2 separate regions of the Sus scrofa genome follow, and region 2 is linked to region 1. Evidence: chromatin contacts called from public promoter capture Hi-C data. All regions are on one chromosome and are shown on one strand. Each heading gives the region's core, a stretch centred on a gene start, on an enhancer-like site or on the middle of the called end of the contact. The rest is flanking DNA. Distances are from core to core; before and after follow the strand shown. Region 1 holds the start of LOC106504991. Region 2 holds the start of HBP1 (HMG-box transcription factor 1).

The links. Promoter capture Hi-C pulls out the DNA fragments that hold promoters and counts their contacts.
Region 2: a contact with region 1 is called in a promoter capture Hi-C map of liver, with 7 times the contacts expected there. The contact joins the promoter of HBP1 here to the promoter of LOC106504991 in region 1. A contact is called at or near these places in 1 of 5 promoter capture datasets (liver) and 1 of 2 datasets of contacts at active chromatin or transcription factors (skeletal muscle).

Annotation. Positions count from the first base shown.
Region 1 is chr9:104,909,309-104,915,217 of Sscrofa11.1, forward strand. It overlaps LOC106504991, which reads right to left and starts at 3,497. Exons shown (of 3, transcript XM_013979822.2): 1 at 3,192-3,497; 2 at 2,263-2,886. The coding sequence starts at 3,497. All of the region lies in intron 1 of KMT2E (histone-lysine N-methyltransferase 2E), which reads left to right.
Region 2 is chr9:106,964,103-106,969,841 of Sscrofa11.1, forward strand. HBP1 (HMG-box transcription factor 1) reads left to right here and starts at 1,958. Exons shown (of 11, transcript NM_001244264.1): 1 at 1,958-1,982. The coding sequence starts at 1,968. LOC110262252 (a long non-coding RNA gene) reads right to left here and starts at 1,700. Exons shown (of 2, transcript XR_002347084.1): 1 at 1,362-1,700.

The DNA.
Region 1 (5,909 bases), core at 2,247-4,746:
TGCAAAAGTCTTTGCTGATTAACCCCCAGCTCTCAACACCACCCAAGGAGCAAAGCTCTTTTAAATCTTCTCTGGTTAATAGCTACTAATAGCCAAGTGGGAAGAGTCAAAACAATATTAGTCTTTCTTACTGAATATGTCAAAATAGAACATAAGAACTTTTGAGATGCTGGAGATCTTCACTTTTACAAGGTTCCAAACACTAAAACTCATTTAAAAAAAATGATTTAAAGAGGTAGGTTTAATATTTCATAATGGTTCAGGAATCTTAATGAATAACATTTACCAAAAGTGATCACAATTTCATCTTTTATTTTTAAAAACGATAGTAAGAGGGCAACAACAACAAAAAACGGAACACTAAGTATTGAAAACAGCCTCACAACTACACACAGATAACACTAGCAACTTTTATTCTGTATTACTAATCACGTCTAAATTAAAAAACAAATCCACTGATAAGATTAACATTCTTGTAGGATATACAGAGTAGAAACGGGAAGAAAGTTAAGACGGAAGGAATAGGAAGTATGAAAATGGCCTTCAAAATTCAGATATATACTCCTTGGTTTCTTGTAGCTTTTAGATTATTGAAAAGTGTTCCCGGGTGTTACCTCGCCTTATACGCGTACTTCGAAACTTAGGGAATATCACACTATTTGGATCTGAAATTTAGGTTTTCTCAAAAAACACTCGATACTCCTCCATTCTGTGGCCCAGGAACCAGACTCTCCTTTCTACTCAGTCCAGTGGCCTTTCGGACTCACGGTGGATTTCGACTCCCACATCGGGGACCTGCCATCTTACGTAAGTATACTTCGCAAGGAGAAAGGCAGAGAAGAAAATAGGGCGCCAAACCTTTCCCTCCACCACCAGCCATCACACCCCAGGAGGAGCGTCCCTCCGGGGGCTTTCCCCAGGAGCCACAGCGGCTAAGCAGTATGGGGGAGGGGAAGCGCTCTCAAACAGCCATCTCTTCCTCTTCAGGCCGCCAACGTCGACCGCACCACAGTCTCCTCCGCCCCAGCCCTTTCCCCTCCCCCGCCCCGGCCTGGGTCTGAGCCAAACCCCACAGGAATGCAGCCCGGTCACATGCGCTGCGGCGGCGGTGGACGTGCCTCTCCCCCCGCGCCCCAAGGAGACCCAGCGCCATCTTGCCCTGACGCAGTTACAAAAGTCATGGGAGAATTTGTGTCTCCTCGTCCGCGCCAGCGCCCCAAAGATCCGCAGAGGCCGAGCCGGGGCCCTCACCTCGCGCAAGGACAGGAGAAAACAGGGAAGAGCCTTGAGATTCCCCTCGCCACTGCTTGTGCTCCATACCGGCCGCGGCGACAACGACCACCATCGTCACCTCTCCCTCTGCCTGTGCAACAGCCTCCCCCGAAGGCTCTGGCCCCACCCGCTGCTGCAGCATGAGGTCATCGCGAACCAATCACTAGGCGCACGACAGACACATCAGGCACTGATTGGCTGCGTGGACCGCCTCTGCCTCTCCCCACTCCGCTTACTAGGCGCTCAGGGTCGCTGGGTAGCGAGAAGACAGAAAGCGCCATTTCGGGGAGAGACCCCCGAAAACAAGAACCGGAATCACCGTGTCATTTTAGTTTGGGGAAACCATTTATTCTTTGGCCTCCCCTTTTTCTTCGAGATAACCGTCTCTCTGTCCCTCCCTTATTTAATCACCGCCACATAAAGGAATTCCCGCTCCCCTCCCCGCACACAGTCCCGCCGGCGGGGAAATCCTTCCCCGGGGCCAAAGAAGTAGGAGGCAGCAACGGCAACTGCACCGACGGCAATGGCAGCTTTTTACCCCGATACACCGTGGCAGGGAGGCGGCGCTGACGGTGGCTGTATTTTTCCTGCTGCTTCTCCCCCCGACCTCTTCCGTTTCTTGCTCCTCCATCGAGACGGCGCTGGACTCGCCAGCTCCGCTTTTATCCGGTGCTCGGAGCCTGCGCACTGGAGCTTCCTCAGCCCCTAGTGGGCGTCGAGTGACACCCCAACTGAGTTCATCCAGCGCTGGAGGCTAGACTTGGGAGGGGGAGGGGAAGGCTGGGACAGAGGTGGTTTGGGGAGTGGGAGAGAGCGCATCCTTTTGGGAGGACGAAGGGAGAGGGAAGGGTCTTTCCCAAGGCCTAGGATCAGTATCCTTCCACCCAGTAGTGGCGCGCGCGCGCGAGCTCACCGATATCCAGACTTGAGGGCTACTCAGGGAAAAGGGATAAAGAACCAATCCCACCAAATTCCGAAACTTCCCCAAACCTTCAGTGAATTGTTGAATGCATCTGTTGTGAAACAGACGGAGACTCTGTCCACCTCTCTGCCTCCAGTTGGCCGTCTTCGAGCCTCCCTGGAGAGGCAACGGCGGGCAGCAGCCCACAAGCAAAATGGCGGCAGGCAGCTTCGTCCCCTCCCCCTCTGCCCCTGCGGAGCGGGGCGGGCGGGCCCCGTGCACTTGCCGCCGCCGCGGCCGCCGCCGCCGCCGCCGCCGCGGCCGCCGCCGCCGTCGCCGCCATTTTCCCAGAGCGAGCGGCAGTGACACTGAGCGGGCGCAGGGGGCCGAGTCGGAGACCGTGCCGGAGTCGGGAGCGGCAACAGAGGGGGCATAGACACTCTGAGCAGCCTCGCCGTCGCCTCTGCGTTCCTGCTGACTGCTTCGGTGCCCCCTCCCCTACTCCTCGGTTGCTGGTGAAGAGGCTTCGCGCTGCTGTTTGGGGAGGGGTGTGTGGAGCCGGGTCCTGTGTCCGCAGTGGCTGCTATCGGGGGGTCGCCTGACCGCGGAGGTGTGGAGAGACTCCTTGGGGGTCGAGCACATAACGGGGTTCGGGTGTCTGGTGTGTGAACATCGCAGGTCAGTGCCTGTCGTCTCCTTGGGAGTTCATGGGGCTTGCGGGATGGAGAGACGTGTGTTTCCAGGGGGAGGGGGCTTTCTCATCTTTATCCTTCCGGGGGGGCGGGGGGGAATCGACGTTGGCTCTCAGGTGTCTTGGCGGGGGCAAGACGTTGCTCGTTTGAATCGAATTTATTCTTTTTCCTCCCTGTCCCTAGAAAGGGAGCATTATGGCGGGTTTTAGGGTTGGGGAAGGGGGAAACTGGCAGTTAAACCCCCTAGAGAGTGGGAGTTAGGGAGGGGGCGCACTCCTCGCCGGCAGCGGGTTAGGGCCGCTTGGGTGAGGAGGGAGGCTTCTGACTGTTAGTGGGGTTTGTGCTCGAAGAGGTCCCAGGAGCTGCCAGCTCTCCCTTTCCTCTGCCGCATCTTGTTCAGGTGCTGGGAACCCGTATAGGCCCCATTTTCTTCTGCTACTTCCATTCTTGCCGGGCAGTCTGTGGCTTAATTTTCTCATAAATGCAAAGGGGGTGGAAAGAACGCCCTGGGTCTCTCCCTTTGTGGGAGAACGAGACCGCTCCTCATCTTCCCCGGGAGAGGGTAAACCCGCCCCTGAGGTGGTCACCCCAGTACCCAGCCTTCTCAGTCTCCTCCCCCACTCCTCTTGCATTATCGCCGTCCTTTACTGTACCGGAGGCTTAGAAGCCACAATATGGCACATTTCAGGAAAGCTGATTTTGACCAAGGGATTGGCACAAACACTGTGGCAGCAGGCACAGAAGAGAAACAAACGGTTCACTGTGCTAAACGGGGGAGGGGGAGAGAGAAAACAATCCGGAGGGCTCTCTTCCACCGGCCTCCGTTCGGTAGAGATCCGTTCTTGCCAGACTCTGTCTCAAGAACGATACAGTTTAAAGTCGAAGGGAAATCGCTGGAGTTAGCTTTAGAGTAAACCCCGTTTTGCCCATTTCCCCCCCTTTTTAGAGATGTGAATAGCGTAAGGTATTTGGAGTTCTGGAGACCTTGGAGAGAATTAAGTGAGGTGCATTCAACTCTGGACTGGAGACATCAGTACCTAATTGGCAGACAGTCCGTTTTTTCCTTGAATCTCAGAGATGGGCAGTAAAAAGTGAAATTTCCCTCTTTTGTCCTTTACAGATTCTAAAAATGGCGGCCCCAGGCTGATGTTGTGGTAATCTAATCAGCTCGGGTCCTCCACACCCCATGCAGTGCGTTTGTCTGCAGCATATTACAGGCTTATTATGTTTACATGAAAAGACTGGTTTTTGTTTTTTTTTTTCTTCCCCAATCCGTTTACACAAGTGTGTTGATTTTACTGCAAATTACAATGCTGTGTTTTAGTTGATTAATTTTATGGGTTTTTCCTGAGAGGCAAATGAAATGACACCACTTTTGAAAAAAATAAAAACACTCAGGTAGCCTTAGAAATTTCAGTAATGAGGCTGGGTGTTCTTGAATATTTTTAAAAAAATTATTTGGGGACAAAAAACAGTTTCTGTTTGGTTTAGCCCAAGCGTCTATTATTCAGTAACAAAGTAAATTAAAATATTTAGCAAGTGTAAAGTATTACACTATTTTGTATGATTAAACGTTTTAATCTGGAGTGGAACGTTTCCCATCCAACTCTTGACCAGTTTTTTGAATTTTGGTTTTTGTACTCTTTGAGTTTAATTTTTAGGGAGCTGTACAAACAAGCCTAAACCTGTTACTTCACTGGGTGTGGAGATACTTGTTCTCACTATTATATTTTGCATCCATTTTTCCCATATATTAAAGCATTCCTTAGGAATTCCTTAGATTAATTAATTGTGAATTTGATAAAGTGGAGTTCCATGCTTTGTTGCCCTTTGAAATTGTCTTCTAGCATGCTGTCAGAATTCTGTAAGTAAAAAAGTGAGGCTGTAGTTCTTAATTTTTTTTCCTTCCCAAACATGCCCATTTATCCCACCTGTTATGGGATGTGGGATTTAGTCTGTTTTAGTAGACTTTAAATTAAAACCATATCAATAATAGGGTCTTGAATCCATTTTGTGCTTATATCAGAATCTTACAGATTGGGGCAGAAAATTAAATGGTGTCATTTAACTTTATTTTAAAAAGTGTGAATGATTAGAATTCATCTCTGTGGTGGGAGGTCAGTCTTTCTGACCTGAACTAAGCAGTGAGATATGAGTGGGCCATTAATGGCAGTTAATGACTATTCTGATTGTGTACCAACTGTAAAACAAGTGCCTTTCAATCCAATAGTACTTAAAAAGGTTGGAGAGGGTACACCCTTTCATGATTCTCTTATTCCACTGTAAATTCTGTTCTAAAATATTTACAGTGGAATAAAAGAATCATGAAGTTCATATATGAGTTAAATTAACTAAAAATTTCTAATTTACAAAATAATTGTAGAAATTACTGGCTTAGGAAGTTTCATCATGTAAGACTGAGTACATAACCTTACTTAGAATCTTTGAAATTATTAAGTTGAAATGTTGGTGGGTAGGGGGAGAGTTTGGGTAGGGATTTGGGGTCCATACTCATTTTTATCATCCTCTGAGTGAGCATGTAATCCAGATCCTTAACTGCTGATGTAAAGGTGGTACATTTGTTTTATAGACTAAGTGGTTAAGATCTGTGTTTCAAAAGGTTGGAACTTTAAACTTACGACCTAATGTAGAAAATCATGATACTCTTAGGAAAATTTAGTGTATTGTAGTCATACTTAGAGTCATACAGTCAGCACTGTCTGTACCCATGTTTGTGTTGATAGTGACCTTGATCAAGTCTAGACACATAAGGCATTTGGATTTATTTGGCTCAGACACATAGTATCAAGCTAGAAATTATAAGAGAAGCTGCTTTCACTCCTAGGAGCTTTCTTCATACTGGCCTGGTTCATTGCTTTGAGGTTTGTTTCTTTTTGTTTGTTTTGATGTTTTGGTTCCTATGAGACTGGCTTTTTATTTATTTTTTGGATATTGTACTGTGTAATTAACATTGCTATAAATACTCAGTTTTTATTCATCTATACTCCAATTGACTATGTTTTGGATTGTCACGGCAAATTTAT
Region 2 (5,739 bases), core at 708-3,207, 2.1 Mb after region 1:
AAAAAAAAAACTACTATGAGATATCATCTCAAAAAAAAAAAAAGATATTAAACACCGGAGTTCATATTTTCAAACTTTACAATTCTGAGTTCCAGTGATCCTCCCACTGTTTAAAATACAAAGGGAAGGAAGAAAATAAAAATACACAAAATAGCAGGGCTATTTGGGATCACTCTATTAATCTCTGGAAGATGATAAATACAAATCTTGTCCTTTTAACTCAGGGACAAATTTAGGCATTTTATTGATTCTCTAAATTAAGAAACAAAAAAAAATGTTTGATTACTATTTGTGAATACAGAAAGTAAATCTCAGCTCACAGGGTGGGGAGGACTATTCTATAATTTCATTTGAGGAATTCAAACAGGGAATCCCTAAAACAATTTAAAATTTGTTTCAGTATAGGAGAGTTGTTCTGTAATTCTTGATTTGTTCTGTGGCTTTCGGGTAGATTTAAAAATTCAAGGAATGTAGGGGGTGTAAAGGAATAATCAGCTAGGATTTAAGGCTCCTTTTCAAATATAGGTTTCTCACGAATGTAATTTTTCCTCAATTTTAAGCATGCATATAGTCATCTAAAGATATAAAGCCTAAAGCGTAGCTGAAATGATTAAACACTAAAGGTTCAAAGGAAAAAAGCTTAATAATGTTTTTGTAATGGGAATGGTAATAACATCAATTACAGACTAGGGACTGTGGTGGACCGCCTTGTTTAAAGTGAAGGTAACTATAAAGCCAGAGAAGTCATCCTCCTCCTCGGCTGAGTCAGAGCATTAGTAACTTAAGGAGGAACTCTGATGGACACGAAGTGGGAAGTCATTCATCTTTCATCAATGGGAAGCCCTCTGGAGAGGAAAAATGGTTAACAAAAACTCACCGCAGAAACTTAGAAAATGATTTACAAAATAAATCACTTTGTCATACATTATAGCCCCCTCTATATTACCTTAAACCACCCTCAAGCGGTTCAATACGCAAAACACCGCTTTGATTTCGCTCAATACCAAAGTCAACAGCAAATCGCCCCCACTTCCGGCCCCTTAGACCTCTGTAAATTCTCCAGACTCTGAGCTTCTCTCTTTCTGTTCATCTCCAAGCCTCTCAGTGCCTGGCACGTAGCCGGCATTCAACAAATCTTGAGAGAACTGAACAGAGTTGGCAGAGAAGCCTCAAGCTGCTGTCCCGAGAGTGGTGAGGCTAGGCGCGTTGTAAAGGAAGGCTGTCCTCCGACTGGAGCTCAGCACCGTCTTTATTATCCTCATCAAGCCTGGGGCCGTGATTTGTGGGTGACTGGGTCCCTCGCTATGCTGCACTGCTTCCGCTTGTGCAGTCATCTCCTTCCCTTCTCTCTAAAACAATACCTTGGCCTCCTGCCAAACTTTGAGCCGCGAGCGACTCTGGCTGTTTATGGCCCGGAATGGGTGCTGCGAGAGACGTGAAGCTGCTTTGAGTGCTAGGAAAGGCCCAAAGGAAGGGAAGAGGCCAAAGCTTTGAAACACTCCCTTCCTCCGCCCCCTCCCTTTTGTCCCAGACAGCAAAACAAACGAGCTGATACACGTGTCCCTATGACTCTTGTTTACTATCAAGACCGCACTCTGCAGGCGGTCTTGGGAACTGTAGTCCAACGTTCCTCCGACCTGCAGGTTCCGAGAGGCATGAAACTAGGATGAGACTACGAACCCACAATCCTTTTCGGGTGCAAAGTTTGGCTCGCGTCCCGGGAGTCTCGGCAGCAATCCAATCCGAAGCGCTCATCGTAGTGATTGACACACCATCTTCTCCAGTGAACACAACACAAAAGTCAATACAAGCCCGCCCCGCGAGAAGGACCACGGTATCACCCAATGGGAAAGGGAAATGGTCGAATGGCAGTTCCTCAGACCAATAATAGGGCGAAGGAGCTGCTCGGAGGCCCAACCCCCGGGGGGTTGAGGGGAGGGGGAAGACGAAGCTTGAAAGACTTGGTAATGGCGACGGGTTTGGTAAGTAGGAAAGTTTCGGTTGAGAACTAAGAGCGGCGGCGGGAGCGGTAACGCGTGCCAGGGAGGCCGTCGTCAGTCGGAGAGGGAGTATGGGAGCTGCCTGTGGTGCTGTCGCGGCCAGGGGGGCCCGAGCCAGGGCTGCCTGCACTCCGCGACGGGTTTGTTGTCTTTCTGTTCGGGAAGGGGTGGGGGTGGGGAAGGGAGGGGCAGGATCCCGAGGGGATCCGGCCGCCGGGCAGGCTTGGGTTCGCGCTCCTCTTCCTCATGGTGGGAGCAGTTAACCGACCGATACTTGCCCGTGGCGAACCCCCTGGAGTGGCGCCTCCCGCGAGCTCACCTGAGCTTCGCGGCCAGCGGGGGTCTCGGGACTGAGGCTGGGAGGCGTTGGCGAGGATGACGCCCCGGGCCGGGTTGCGCGGTGGGTGGCCGGGCCGGGTGGGAAGATGGGGCAGGCCTAGGCGGGGGAAGGGGCCTGACGCGGCAGCGGGGCTGCCCAAGAAAGTTTGACCTCAACTTCTCGCGTGTGGGCGGGGGGTCGGAGGTTGGCCTGGGTGGGCAGCTGGCCGGGGGTGGGGGACTCTAGTGAGGCGCCGCCTCTTTCGGGCAGAGAGGGGCTTTGGGACGAGCTGGGAAGCTCGCGGAGCTGCTGGGCCCCGGAGCTCATTGTTACGCAGTTCGAATGAATGGGCTCCGTGGCGCCTGCGCGGTGGGGCTGAGCCGAGGGGAAAAACAAGCCTGGAGTCCAGGCTGCGGTCACATGATGGGGGGAGGGGAGGGAACGCGATGAATGGCGAAAGAGGGTGGGGGATGGACTTGGCGTGAACCTGGAGGCTGTGCCTCCGTTTGACCCGGAGCCGAGGTTTGGCAGGAGATTCCAGTCTTCTCCTTCCAACCTATGCTGCTGCCCCAGGCAGATTAAAACAAAACAAAAAAGAATCCAGGCGAAATCGGCAGCCGGGGCCGGGTTTTTGTGGTTTCTTTAAACGCTACTTGCTGTTAGGGGATTTTACTCGCCGTTGGGCATTCTTCACCTTCTGGAGTTCATTCTTTAGGAGTTTTCGGCAACAACCTTCTGTAAAAGAAGCGCTGAATGCGGGGATGTATTCTAGAGCCTTTAGCTCTGGGAGCCACTGATACTAAGGGAGGACGATAGGGAGTTGTGTTTATATTCGGAAGTGTTGAGTTCCACCAACAATTCCGACTAAGTGGTTTATATTTATTTCCCTCTAATTAGCAGCGAATGATTCCATCAGTTACCTTTTGAGAATTAAACTGACCTTAACCTTTGTAAATACTTTTATTGTTTAGCTATTGATAGTGATTTACATTTGTATTGTACTCGTAGGACTTTCTGTCTTTGCTTTTTGTTGCTGTTTTGCTGTTGTTTTCTGCTTTAGCTTGCTAGCGAGAGTGTTGGGGTCAGCTGTTCAGTTTCCGTGATTAAACCACTCAGTTCTTGCCGAGTAGGCAATAGTTGGCAAAGTTTTAAGGAAATCTGAATTATATTCAAAAGAATGAAATATACTCGTTAAGCGTATTAAGTAAAAGAGCTACTTTATACTTTTGAGGAGGCCGTTTTACCACGTTTTCAGCAAAACACCAGTATTTATGAAATGAATCTTGATTTCACTTTCTAGTTTCCATTTTATTTCGTTTCATAAACCGAATTACCTTTTTCAGCCTTTAAAACTCTTCCCCTTTGTTTACTTCTCATACTTGTACCACATACATTATTTTAAAAGTTACCTTCTCCTGGGTTCCCCACAAATTTCCATGCTTCTCAGTGCCTACCTCTCAGACTTAAAACATGGTACTGTCGCTTTAAGGGTTGTCTCCTCCACTGTATTTTAATTTCTTTGGACTTTTTCCTCACTATCCAAATACTCAGTGATGAAGGCAAATGGCTTGGGCTTCATGAATGAATAAACTGCCAGCCACTGAAGGTTCTTGAGGGAGAATTGCAAGCTGGTCTCTTGTGTTTCTGTTTCAAATAAAAATATCAGTACCTTTAAAATTTTTTCTTCCTTAAGCTACCATAAGAAGTTTGTAGCATGTTTATTAGATTATGCCAGGTATTTTACATGTATTTTCGGTATGATAGTGAATATATATCTAGTATGAGAAAATAAATCACAACAAATTTTTTAAGCTGACAAATTGTATATCACAAAATTCAGGAAAAATGATATTCTTTATTAACAGTGATACTCTTGTATATTCTTTCTTTTTTTTTTTTTTTTTTTGTTGTTGTTGTTGTCTTTTTGCCATTTCTTGGGCCGCTCCCGCGGCATATGGAAGTTCCCAGGCTAGGAGTTGAATAGGAGCTAGAGTCACCGGCCTATGCCAGAGCCACAGCAACGCGGGATCCGAGCTGCGTCTGCAACCTTCACCACAGCTCACAGCAACCCTGGATCCTTAACCCACTGAGCAAGGGCAGGGATCGAACCCACAACCTCATGGTTCCTAGTCGGTTTCGTTAACCACTGCACCACGACGGGAACTCCACTCTTGTATATTCTTGTTTATGCCTGACTTGTCAGTAATGCTCATATTCCTTCATATTTTGATCTACATTTACTCTGGTACTTCTTATAATTTATACTGAAATCTTAAAGTTAATCATTGTAAATGTTTTAGGAGGTTTCTGGTAGCTCAGTGGGTTAAGGATCTGCTGTTGTCACTGCTGTGAACTCAGGTTGCTGCTTTTGTTTGGGTTTGATGCCTGGCCTGGAAATGTCTGCATGGCAGGGGTGCAGCCGAAAAAAAGGAAAAAAAAAAAAAGATAAAACAATACCAAGAAATAGAGAAAGAAGGAAAGAAAGAAAGAAAAAATTCTAAAATAACTGTAGTTTTTTAGTTAACTGCATTAAGGCCCCCAAATGTTTTTGGTATAGAAAGTTGCACTTACTACAGTTTTTTATGGAGGCTCATTTTAGCTTGGAATTATGTAATCCATTTAAAATACTAACTTAATTCCCAGTGTTAGAGGTAGAAAGTAATTGCACATTACTTTCTCTTCATCCCCTCTTCGCCAAACAATTTGAGCTTGATAGAGAAGTCCTTCAGGATTGGAGGAGGGCTGTAGATCACTTCCCTTGATATCCATAATGAGGATGGAAAGATAAGGATTCTGGGAGGAATAGACTCTTAAAAGTAGATGTGTAACCTATGTTGGTCTTTACCTTTTGTCCTTTTTCTCAGGTTGTTTTGATTTGTTTTTGAAGGGAAAATGGTCCTATTCACTTGTTAGAGCCCTGTTTTTCTCATACTTTGTTCAGAGCTGAGATGAAGTATGTGGAAATGCTCAGCACATAGTAGGTAAACATTTAGTAAAACCTCATTTCCTTCTTTCTCATTCACTGAAACTTAGCTATTAGTTTTCCTTTCTTTCTCTCAAGATTTTGTGGGTATTCACTTCTGAAAATTTGCAAAACAAGGACAATAGGGCCTTCTCACCTCAAAAAATTTTGTAATATTGAACATGACATTTTAAAGTACAACTGCTGGAGAGTTTTATTCTTTCCTTTTGAGAATCACTGATACAGTGGAGAAGTGGATGTGTGTAGAGTTAACTAAAACACAAGATAAGCTATGTTGAATCCTATAATACCAAAGCAGTATACAGAAGCATGAATGAACAATAGTGTTAGCCCTACCAGGAGAAATTTGAAAGAGGAGCTTGTTTATTTATCAAAATGAATGTTTAACTGGTGTATGTGGGGAGTTACTTTTGAGTACAGACTCTCTGGTGTTCCTT